2 separate regions of the Sus scrofa genome follow, and region 1 is linked to region 2. A link is a contact called in public Hi-C data. All regions are on one chromosome and are shown on one strand. The core of a region is the stretch at or near the end of the contact, and the rest is flanking DNA. Distances in the headings are between cores, read along the strand shown.

Region 1 (4,712 bases), core at 164-2,663, 120 kb after region 2:
TGTTTTCAAAAATACCCATCTCAGAGGTCCATTGCGGCTCGGCAGGTGAAGGACACATTGTTGTCTCTGTGAGGATGTGAGGTCAATCCCTGGTCTCGCTCAGTGGGTTAAGAATCTGGCATTGCCACAAGCTTCATCGCAGGTCATAGATGAGGCTCAGATCCATTATGCTGTGGCTGTGGTGTAGGCAGGCAGCTGCAGCTCCGATTCGACCCCTAGCCCAGGAACTTCATATATTTCACAATGTGGCCGTAGGAAAAGAAAAAAAAATCTCATCTCATTTTATAACACCCGGTGAGGTGGACTTGCTGTCCCCATTTAAAATGAGGATGCCATCAGATGAAGAGAATTACCCAGTAAGTGGCGGAGCGGGGATTCTGCCTCCCATGCTTTCTCCGGTAAATCTCAGCTGCCTGCTGTTGTTCAGGGGTAGAGAGATCTCAGAATAGAGGATGTTTTCTGGGATGCTCAACCTTTGTTGAAAGACTATAAAAGTAGAAATATTTAAAAAATAGTGAAACACTAAGGGGGAAAGGGGAGGAATGAAGCAGAAGCAGATAAAGGTAAGCCAGAAATGGATATCTGATGAATTATCTATGCCAACAAGAAGATGGAAAAAGGAATGCTGGCTTGCATCCAGTTCCCCATTAAAGATGAAAGTTTAAGTTTGGGGGAATACTTTGAGATTCTCTAGAAAGTTCTGTAACCTGGGAGCTGAGGAATAAACAACCACTAATATGTGTTGAGCCCTTCCGATGCACCGGGCACTGCACCGAATGCTTTACCTATGGTACCTTGTTGCTATGGGCGACCTTGTCTGTATTATCTGCATTTTATAAATGAAGAAATTAAGGCTTGGAGAGGAAGAGGAGGTTCCACCTGTCCCGCACCTGGTCAGCACAAAGCCAGTTTTTCCAAATGATGAGAGCAATGGGGGGTGCTGCCAACCTCGAATCTCTAGGAAGGAGAGGGCATCTAGAGCGCCACTGAGTGGAGGGTGAACTTGGCCCTTCTCTCCTGCTGGTAAAGGAGTCAAGAACGGTGTGTTTCACTCAACAGGCAGGGTGAAGCATGTGGGCCTGAACAACAGGCGTCCCTGACACTACCCCACCCTGGGCTAGAAAGCAGGGCTGGAGAAGGAGTGCTCTAAATTCAAAATCTTAGAGATGGATCAATTTCAGATGATGATGGGGTCTAAGAAATCACTTCTTTCAGTCAACAGTTATTCAGTACTTCCTAACACCTAAGCACACATGGGCGGTCCCTAGTCCCAAATAAATGCAGGGCTGTGGTTGTCACGGGCAGAGGCTCTGAAGTCAAAGTGCTGAGTTAGAATCTCAACGTGGCTCCTCACCAAGTGAAGTGGAGCAAGTTCCTTCTCTTTGGCTCAATTTACTCTGCAGCTGGGGTAATAACCATACTTAGCACATAGTGTGGTTAGGGGATTATCTCATACCGCCTTTAGTGCGGAACTTGGCCTAATACAGGCATGTCGTAAAAATAAGCCACCATAAGGGCAGGAGGTGATCAACAATTAAATCATCAAATTCTTCGTTACAACTTGACAGATGTCACGAAGGGTGAGCACAGGGTGCAGCTGGAGCAGGACTGGGGCCTGAGTCGAGATGGGGGACCATGTCAGCCTCCTTGCATGAGCAGGTGGCATGCAAGCCTAAAGCAGGTGGTGTGGGCAGGGAGAGCGAGCGAAAAAGAAACTTCCAAGACTAACGAACAACACGTGTAGGATCCTGAGCTGCAGAATTATTATTTTTTTCCTGTTTAAATGTACATGAGGATATTCTTCTTTTTTTTTTTTTTCCTGTCTTTTTGCCTTTTCTAGGGTCGTACCCATGGCATCTGGAGGTTCCCAGGCTGGGGGTCCAATCAGAGCTGTAGCCGTTGGCCTACACCAGAGCCACAGCAACACAGGATCCAATGCGCGTCTGCAACCTACACCACAGTTCACGGCAACGCAGGATCCCCAACCCATGGAGCAAGGCCAGGGATCGAACCCGCAACCTCATGGTTCCTAGTCGGATTCGCCAACCACTGAGCCACGATGGGAGCTTCGAGGATACTCTTCTTCATTCAGTTTCTTTCTCTCCCATTTCAAACTGTCCTGTCCCTCCTACCCATCTGCAGCACCATCTGGCAGAGTCAAACGTCGCCACTTAGAGGCAGAAGATAAACGGCTTCCATTTTGCACGGACCCAGACCAGGAACAATGGAAGTGTTCCTAGCCCAACTGCCTTCATGGTGACATTTTATTATTACAGATTTTCCCTGCTTAACACCTTCCGGTGGCTTCCCCTTCCCTCAGCGTGCATCCAAACACCTTGCCATGGCCTCTGGCTCATGGCCAGTACTTGGCCCCTCACTCCCTCCCCACCAGCCACATGCCTTTGCTCTTTCATCTGTGCTTTGCTCTCCCTTCTTAGACGGTGCAGGGCTCCCCAGATCACCCAGCTCAGGCCTTTGCTCACTTGTCACCCCCTCAGGGAGGCCTTCCCTCCGCCTCTACCTGCAGCAGCATTTCCCTGGCATCTCTCTCCCTGCACACTGCTTTGTCTCCTTAGCACTGCTTGTTGCCTGAAAGAGTAACCACGTGTCTGCCCCTCTACACAGATGCTATGATATCAGCTCTATGAAAGGAAAAGTTTGTCTAATCCACTGTAATATTTCCAGAATTTAGGACAGTGCCTGGCACAGAGCAAGTGCTTAGTAAATATTTGTGGACTAAATGAACTGTCCACACAATCACTTCTATTTGGCTTATCATTATGTCCCTGTCAGTTTTACTCTTTTTGCAGCAGTTAAATGTGTATGTGTGTGTGTGTGTGTTTAGAGACAGAGAGAGGGAGAGGAATTGTCTGTTTCTGTGATTCCAGAAAATTTGAAAACTTCTGCAGAACTGCAAAAATTCTTGGCAAGCCAGAACTGAGTCAATAAAATACAGAATAAAGGTATGGGATTACAGTCAGATGACCAAAAAAGGTTAGACAATCTGCAAAACAAACAAAAAACTAGCTCTTTGATTTTTTTTTTTTTTTTTTTGGTCTTTTTTGTCTTGTTGTTGTTGCTATCTCTTGGGCCGCTTCCGCGGCATATGGAGGTTCCCAGGCTAGGGGCTGAATCGGAACTGTAGCCACCGGCCTACGCCACAGCCACAGCAACATGGGATCCGAGCCGCGTCTGCAACCTACACCACAGCTCACGGCAACGCCGGATCGTTAACCCACTGAGCAAGGGCAGGGACCGAACCCGCGACCTCATGGTTCCTAGTCAGATTCGTTAACCACTGCGCCACGACGGGAACTCCCTTTTTTTTTCTTTTTTTTTTTTTTTTTTTTGATTTTTTTAAGAGTACCAATCTCCACATCCTACAACAGGGTGCCGAATTCAGTACATCGGTTTTACCTGAACAATTCTAATGTGCTATGCGGTCTACAGAGCTGTTCATTTCCATGGTTCTCATGCAGGGCTACATGGAACCAGATGTGACTCACTCTCTAGATCTGTAGGGATCCTCTTTTCCATACTTCCTGCTTGAATAGGATTCCTGCCTGAAAGTTTGGGAAACATAACAGCCATCCCAACTCACCAAGCTTGCAGGCAGGACTCATGTTTTTCAAGCCTCTGCTATAAGGAAATTTCCCTCACTGACCTTCCCGGCCACCTGGTGAGGCCAGTATTGTCCCTTTTTTCCAAGTGAAGAAACTAGCGCACAGGAAAGTTTCAAGTTGTTCTTTAGGTAAATGAGAGATCAAAGAGGTTTATCTCGTAACACAAGAGGAACCCAGAAGACAAATAAAATCTTGAGGCCGACAGGACCAGGGCCTTGCGCGGCTGGGGGTGGGGGCAGGGACAGGGGCGGGGTGCGGTTCAGAGGCTAAGGAATTAGCCCAGAGCTGGGCTGTGTGGGAGCCAGGAGCCCAGAGTGACCTTGGCAAGAAGCTCTGAGAAAGTCTGTTCCGCTGGGAGAGGAACGTGGGGGTGGGAAGAAGGCAGGCGCCCTCTGTTGGAGAAATGTAGGAATAGGGAAATTCCATTCTTTGGGGAATAGGGGATGTTTTTATCTTTTTTTTTAATTTTTTCTTTTTGCCTTTTCTAGGGCCGCTCCCTCGGCATATGGAGGTTCCCAGGCCAGGGGTCTAATCAGAGCTGTAGCCGCCGGCCTATGCCAGAGCCACAGCAATGTGGAATCCGAGCCGTGTCTGCAACCTACACCACAGCTCACGGCAACGCCAGATCCTTAACCCACTGAGCAAGGCCAGGGATCAAACCTGCAAACTCCTGGTTCCTAGTCGGATTCGTTAACCACTAGGATGTTTTAGAGTGCAGAAATCCCAGAAATCAAAACTTAGTGCTCTGGGTTTGTCTGGGCATTTGGGGGGAGGGGTGAGACAGAGGGGGTAAGAAATGGCATCCTACCGGCCTTTGTGCACCAGGACGGGGACCACACTACAAATGGATATAGCTCAGAGTGTATTTTGAGGGACTCAAACTCAGGTTTCACCTGTCTCCAAAGCGCTGGCTTTATCTACTGTGGTCTGGTGTCTCCAGCTTCTTATATTTAAAAAGATACATTAAACCTTCCACTTGTCTTCGAATATATGTCATTCTTTAACTTGGACAACTGGCAGTTACCCCAGAAATAGCCTTAGGTGGAGCTGGAAATACACCGTAATAAATTACTTATGATGGTTGTTCAT
Region 2 (4,289 bases), core at 1,483-3,982:
ACTACAGCATGTATGTGTTTATGGGGAAGCATATTACAGGTAGTGTGAGGAAGAGAAAAAAGGTAGAAAAATATACTTGTGACCATACATCCTACTCCTGGACTGAGAAGCCATGCAAAATGGTGAACTCCTGGCTGGAGATGTTGGAAGCAAAGCAAGGAGATGCACAGTGTACTGGTTTTAAAACAACAGTTCTGATGGGACTGGGGAAAATTTAGTGTCTCAGGGAGCATCTGGCCATGTCGCAACACATGTTTGGTTGTAACAGTGGAGGAAGAGGCATTACTGTCCCTTGGAGGCAGAGGCCGGGACGGTGCAAAACATCCTGCAACGCACAGGACAGTCCCCTACCACTAAGAATGATCCAGCGACAAATGCCAGAAGCACCCAGGTTGAGACAGGGTGGCTTGAGATTAAAAAAAAAAATCCAATAAGAAAAATAGTCTTCTGTCTCTGTAATGATTCCTTTTCAGACTAGTCTAAACATGGTGGCAGTAATGTCAAGCTGAAGTTTGCTCAGTGCACAATTCTGAATTGTGAGAAGATTACAATAGTTCTGGGTGGAAATATTAAGTGTTTAAATATATATAATATCTCTAATCCTGGGCTGGATATAGCCCTGAAATAACTCGTCTTTTCATTATTTATAACTTTTAAATTACAAAAGGTACCATAAAATCTTGCTTGGGCTAAAAAAGTTACTTTTCTTCTTTCTGTTAGGAAGTTTTGAATCCTTCATCTTAGATGATATGGGTACTGGGGATTTGGAGCAAATTCAGCATCCAAAATAGACCATACATCACAGAAAACGATGCAGGAATAGTAAAGACATGAGTGTAAGGTCATCCAGAGTCTTAAATGTTTAAGTTTAAATGTGTGTTTCTTAAAGCTTCTCTATTTTAGTCAAATTGGGTTCTTCCCTATAAAACACAGATACTGAATCCAAACAAGATTACACAAATGATACTGAAGAGAATACAGAACAGATTTAACAGATGGTTTAGTGGTGTGTCAAAACCTAAATAAGGAGTTCCCATTGTGGTGCAGTGGAAAACGAATCCAACTAGGAACATGAGGTTTCGGGTTCGATCCCTGGCCTCAATCAGTGCGTTAAGGATCTGGCATTGCCATGGCTGTGGTGTAGGCCGGTGACTACAGCTCTGATTAGACCCCTAGCCTGGGAACCCCCATATGCCGTGGGTGCAGCCCTGAAGAGAAAAATATAAAATAAAATAAAATAAAATAAAATAAAATATAAAAAATAATAAAAGCATTAGAAGTGTACTCATTAATAAATGCCACTATGTATGCACCGCTAGCTTGCTCGCTAAAAACCAACTACTCGTGGAAGAAAAAAATAAAGATACTTCATGTTCCTATCTTACATGAGTCTCTCTAATACAAAAAAGCATTGAGACTGAGTCTATAATGTTGACCGCACGGTTCAGGATTGCATTGTTACATTTGATTCTCTGTTGATGGCAGAGGGGCTTCTCGGAATCTAATGTGAAAAATCAAGTTGTGTTTTCCATGGGGCAATTCCTATAAGCAAAATTTTAAACACACTTTTAATAAAAACCTATGAACATGTAATGCTTTCCGGTTGATATGGCTAGATGAAAAACCATTAATTTTTTTTGCATGGAAAATTTATGACCACAAAGTCAGGATATATCAAAGAGTTTGGCCAAGGCACACCAATAAAGCATTCACCTACTGGGTTATATTAAAACAGGCCAAGATAAAAGTAAAGTTAGTTCATTTCTTCCCATCACAACAAAAAGGTTGATAAAGAACATACTTGATATCAAACAGAGCTTCCTGCTGGCTTCAGTTACCTGGGAGTTTGGAGCCTGTGGTTTGAATAATGTTTTCCCTACAATAGGAATGACAGCAGAAGTGTGGAGAGACGGATGGGGCTTCCTGCAGGCTCAGCTTTTAGAGTTCAAACTCATTCTTTATTCCCAAGTAGAAACGATAACAAATGTGTAAATAAATAGTCACTGATCTTCTGATGTTCCTTTTTCAGTGCTGGGAATTACATGACAGTTCCCCTAGCAGAGGTGAGCTGACTTGCATCAAACTGCATTCTGTAAGTTTTCAAAAGAGTTAGCAAAGAATTAGTTTTTCATAATTTCACTTGAAAATAAATGTCTGTACGTGGGATTCCTGAAGAAATAGGGTTTAGGCAGCTAGGGCATTGACTAAAGATGTTTCGATGATGAAAAACATTAAACTTATAATACTAATGGACTTTACACATGCCTAAGTTCTAATTTTAATAACTATGGCTTTAGCTCCTCAATTCTGAAAAACATTTGGCCAGAAAAATGAAATTTTAACAAAAACATTTAAATTTTAATATGAAATATAATACCTATACTAACATTCATACTTTTTGGTCCACAAGGAATGCTTAGATAGCAAAGAGGTATCTACTTGATGTTCAGATACTTAGCTACTATTTATCTGATTTTCAAACGAGTCAATAAAAGTACAGAGAATACATTTTGTAATCATACACTTTGCCCTCTGTTTCCAACCATTAGAATGCAAATTATATTACCAGTCCAATTTTTTAAATCTATGTAGTTCCTATGACTTAGCAGTTAAGTTTCAAGTAATGCCCGGAGGAAAATACTTTAACTTCTGATAAACTAGCCTGTAAGTTATAGGCAAGTGGAGACAAAGGAAATTTCAGCATAGGTCTGATTGAGCTGTAGAGCAATTCTGAGTGACCACCAGAGGGCAGCATCCTCCAATGGTTGTGGGCCGGGGAGCGGCGAGGGTAGAATGGAATTTAGCTGAATCTATTTAATAATTCAAAGTCTCATACAGTTTACTAATTTCCCGAATCGAAACCCAAAAGTGTGAGAGCAAGGATTTCTTTCTTAAACTTAAAAAAAGTTTGGGTTTTTTTAAAGTTGTTTTAAATTTGAAAAAAATCCGAAACAGAAATAACACTTTATAGCACTTAACCATGTGCCCAGCACTGTTCTAAGTGCTTTATGTGTATTAATTAACTTAGTCCTCATAACAACCCTGCAATGTGCATACAGTTATTACCCCCAATCTTTCAGATATGGAAATGGAGGCATAGAGAGCTTCAGTCCCTTGCTCAAGCCAAGTGGTGGAGTTGGGATTCAGACCAAAGCAGTTGGTCCCAGAGTCCAGGCATAAGACATCGCTATTAGAATTGAGACTTTTCTCCTCCACTGAGTCATTAGGCCTCTCTGATAAACTGTGGTCAGGAGAGTAAATTCTTCCTCTCACCCTATCTTCTTGAAAGATACAATTCCATTTTTTCTCTTATTGTCCATAATAATAACTCATCTGTATTTTTTTTAATGCATTTTGTGGGAGTTCCTGCCGTGGCACAGTGGTTTAAGAAATTGCAGAGGTTCAGGTCACTGAAGAGACACGGGTTCGATCCCCATCCTGGTGAGGTGGGTTAAAGGACCTGGCATTGCAGCAGCTGTTGCATAGGTCACAGCTGCAGTTCAGATTCAGTCCCTAGCCTGGGAACTTCCATATGCCACACGTATGGCCACCAAAAAAAAAAAAAAAAAAAAAAGTTTTTGGTATTTCATTGAAATTCACACCATTATACATGTATCTATCCTATTACTCTTCCCAGAGATAATGAGGTCCATTTTAAGTTTTGAGTTTTCAGAAGGCACAAACCTAAATGTGCACAAAAATAAAGACTGGAGCCTCTGCCAGCACTGGGCCCATAAACTGATTAAACCAACAGCCCACATATGGTGGGAAAGAAAGAATATCTACAAAGGAATATATTATTAAATCCTCATCATGATGTCGGGAAAAAAGCGACCAAAGAACTACTACTGATTTCAAGTTAAAATAGAATTGACTAATCAAAAATCTAAGATCTAAACAACTTGAAGTTCCAACCCTTATAAAAGACAGAAATAGCAAATTGATATGAAGTAATTCCGTGGAGAAAGCTATTCCTTCATTCACTCACTCATTCATTTGACAATTATGAAGTGTTAGAGGCACAAGGAGTAACATCTCCACAGAGCAGAGCCTTGAAGTAGGAGTAGGATTTTCCTAGAAGTGGAAAAGAGGGAGCGCTTCCTAGCAAAGGGATCAATAAAAGCCAAGTCCAGGGTAATGGAAGAGCAGGGTGTGTTTGGGGAATAGCAAAAAGGCGTAATTGGCTGAGGCTTGTGGTCTGTGGAGGGAGATGGGGCTGCAAACCTAAAGGGCAATGGCTGTGAAGAACCTGGAAGGAAAATCTTAAGAGGGGACTCGGCGTTTTTCTT

The links. A called contact is a pair of places that touch in the nucleus more often than the background predicts.
Region 1: a Hi-C map of alveolar macrophages shows a contact between it and region 2, with 3 times the contacts expected there. The contact joins two enhancer-like sites. A contact is called at or near these places in 11 of 47 Hi-C or Micro-C datasets (alveolar macrophages, blood, embryonic fibroblasts and 6 more) and 2 of 2 datasets of contacts at active chromatin or transcription factors (alveolar macrophages and skeletal muscle).

What each region holds. Positions count from the first base shown.
Region 1 is chr1:27,062,183-27,066,894 of Sscrofa11.1, forward strand. No RefSeq gene overlaps it. Among named protein-coding and RNA genes, the nearest start is that of IL22RA2, 8.9 kb to the right of the region's middle. Within about 2 kb of position 1,414, at least 13 of the 83 cell types and tissues checked have an H3K27ac peak or open chromatin away from gene starts, as enhancers often do. A contact at or near this core is called in alveolar macrophages, where this site is marked.
Region 2 is chr1:26,942,434-26,946,722 of Sscrofa11.1, forward strand. No RefSeq gene overlaps it. Among named protein-coding and RNA genes, the nearest start is that of IFNGR1, 93 kb to the right of the region's middle. Within about 2 kb of position 2,733, at least 3 of the 83 cell types and tissues checked have an H3K27ac peak or open chromatin away from gene starts, as enhancers often do. A contact at or near this core is called in alveolar macrophages, where this site is marked.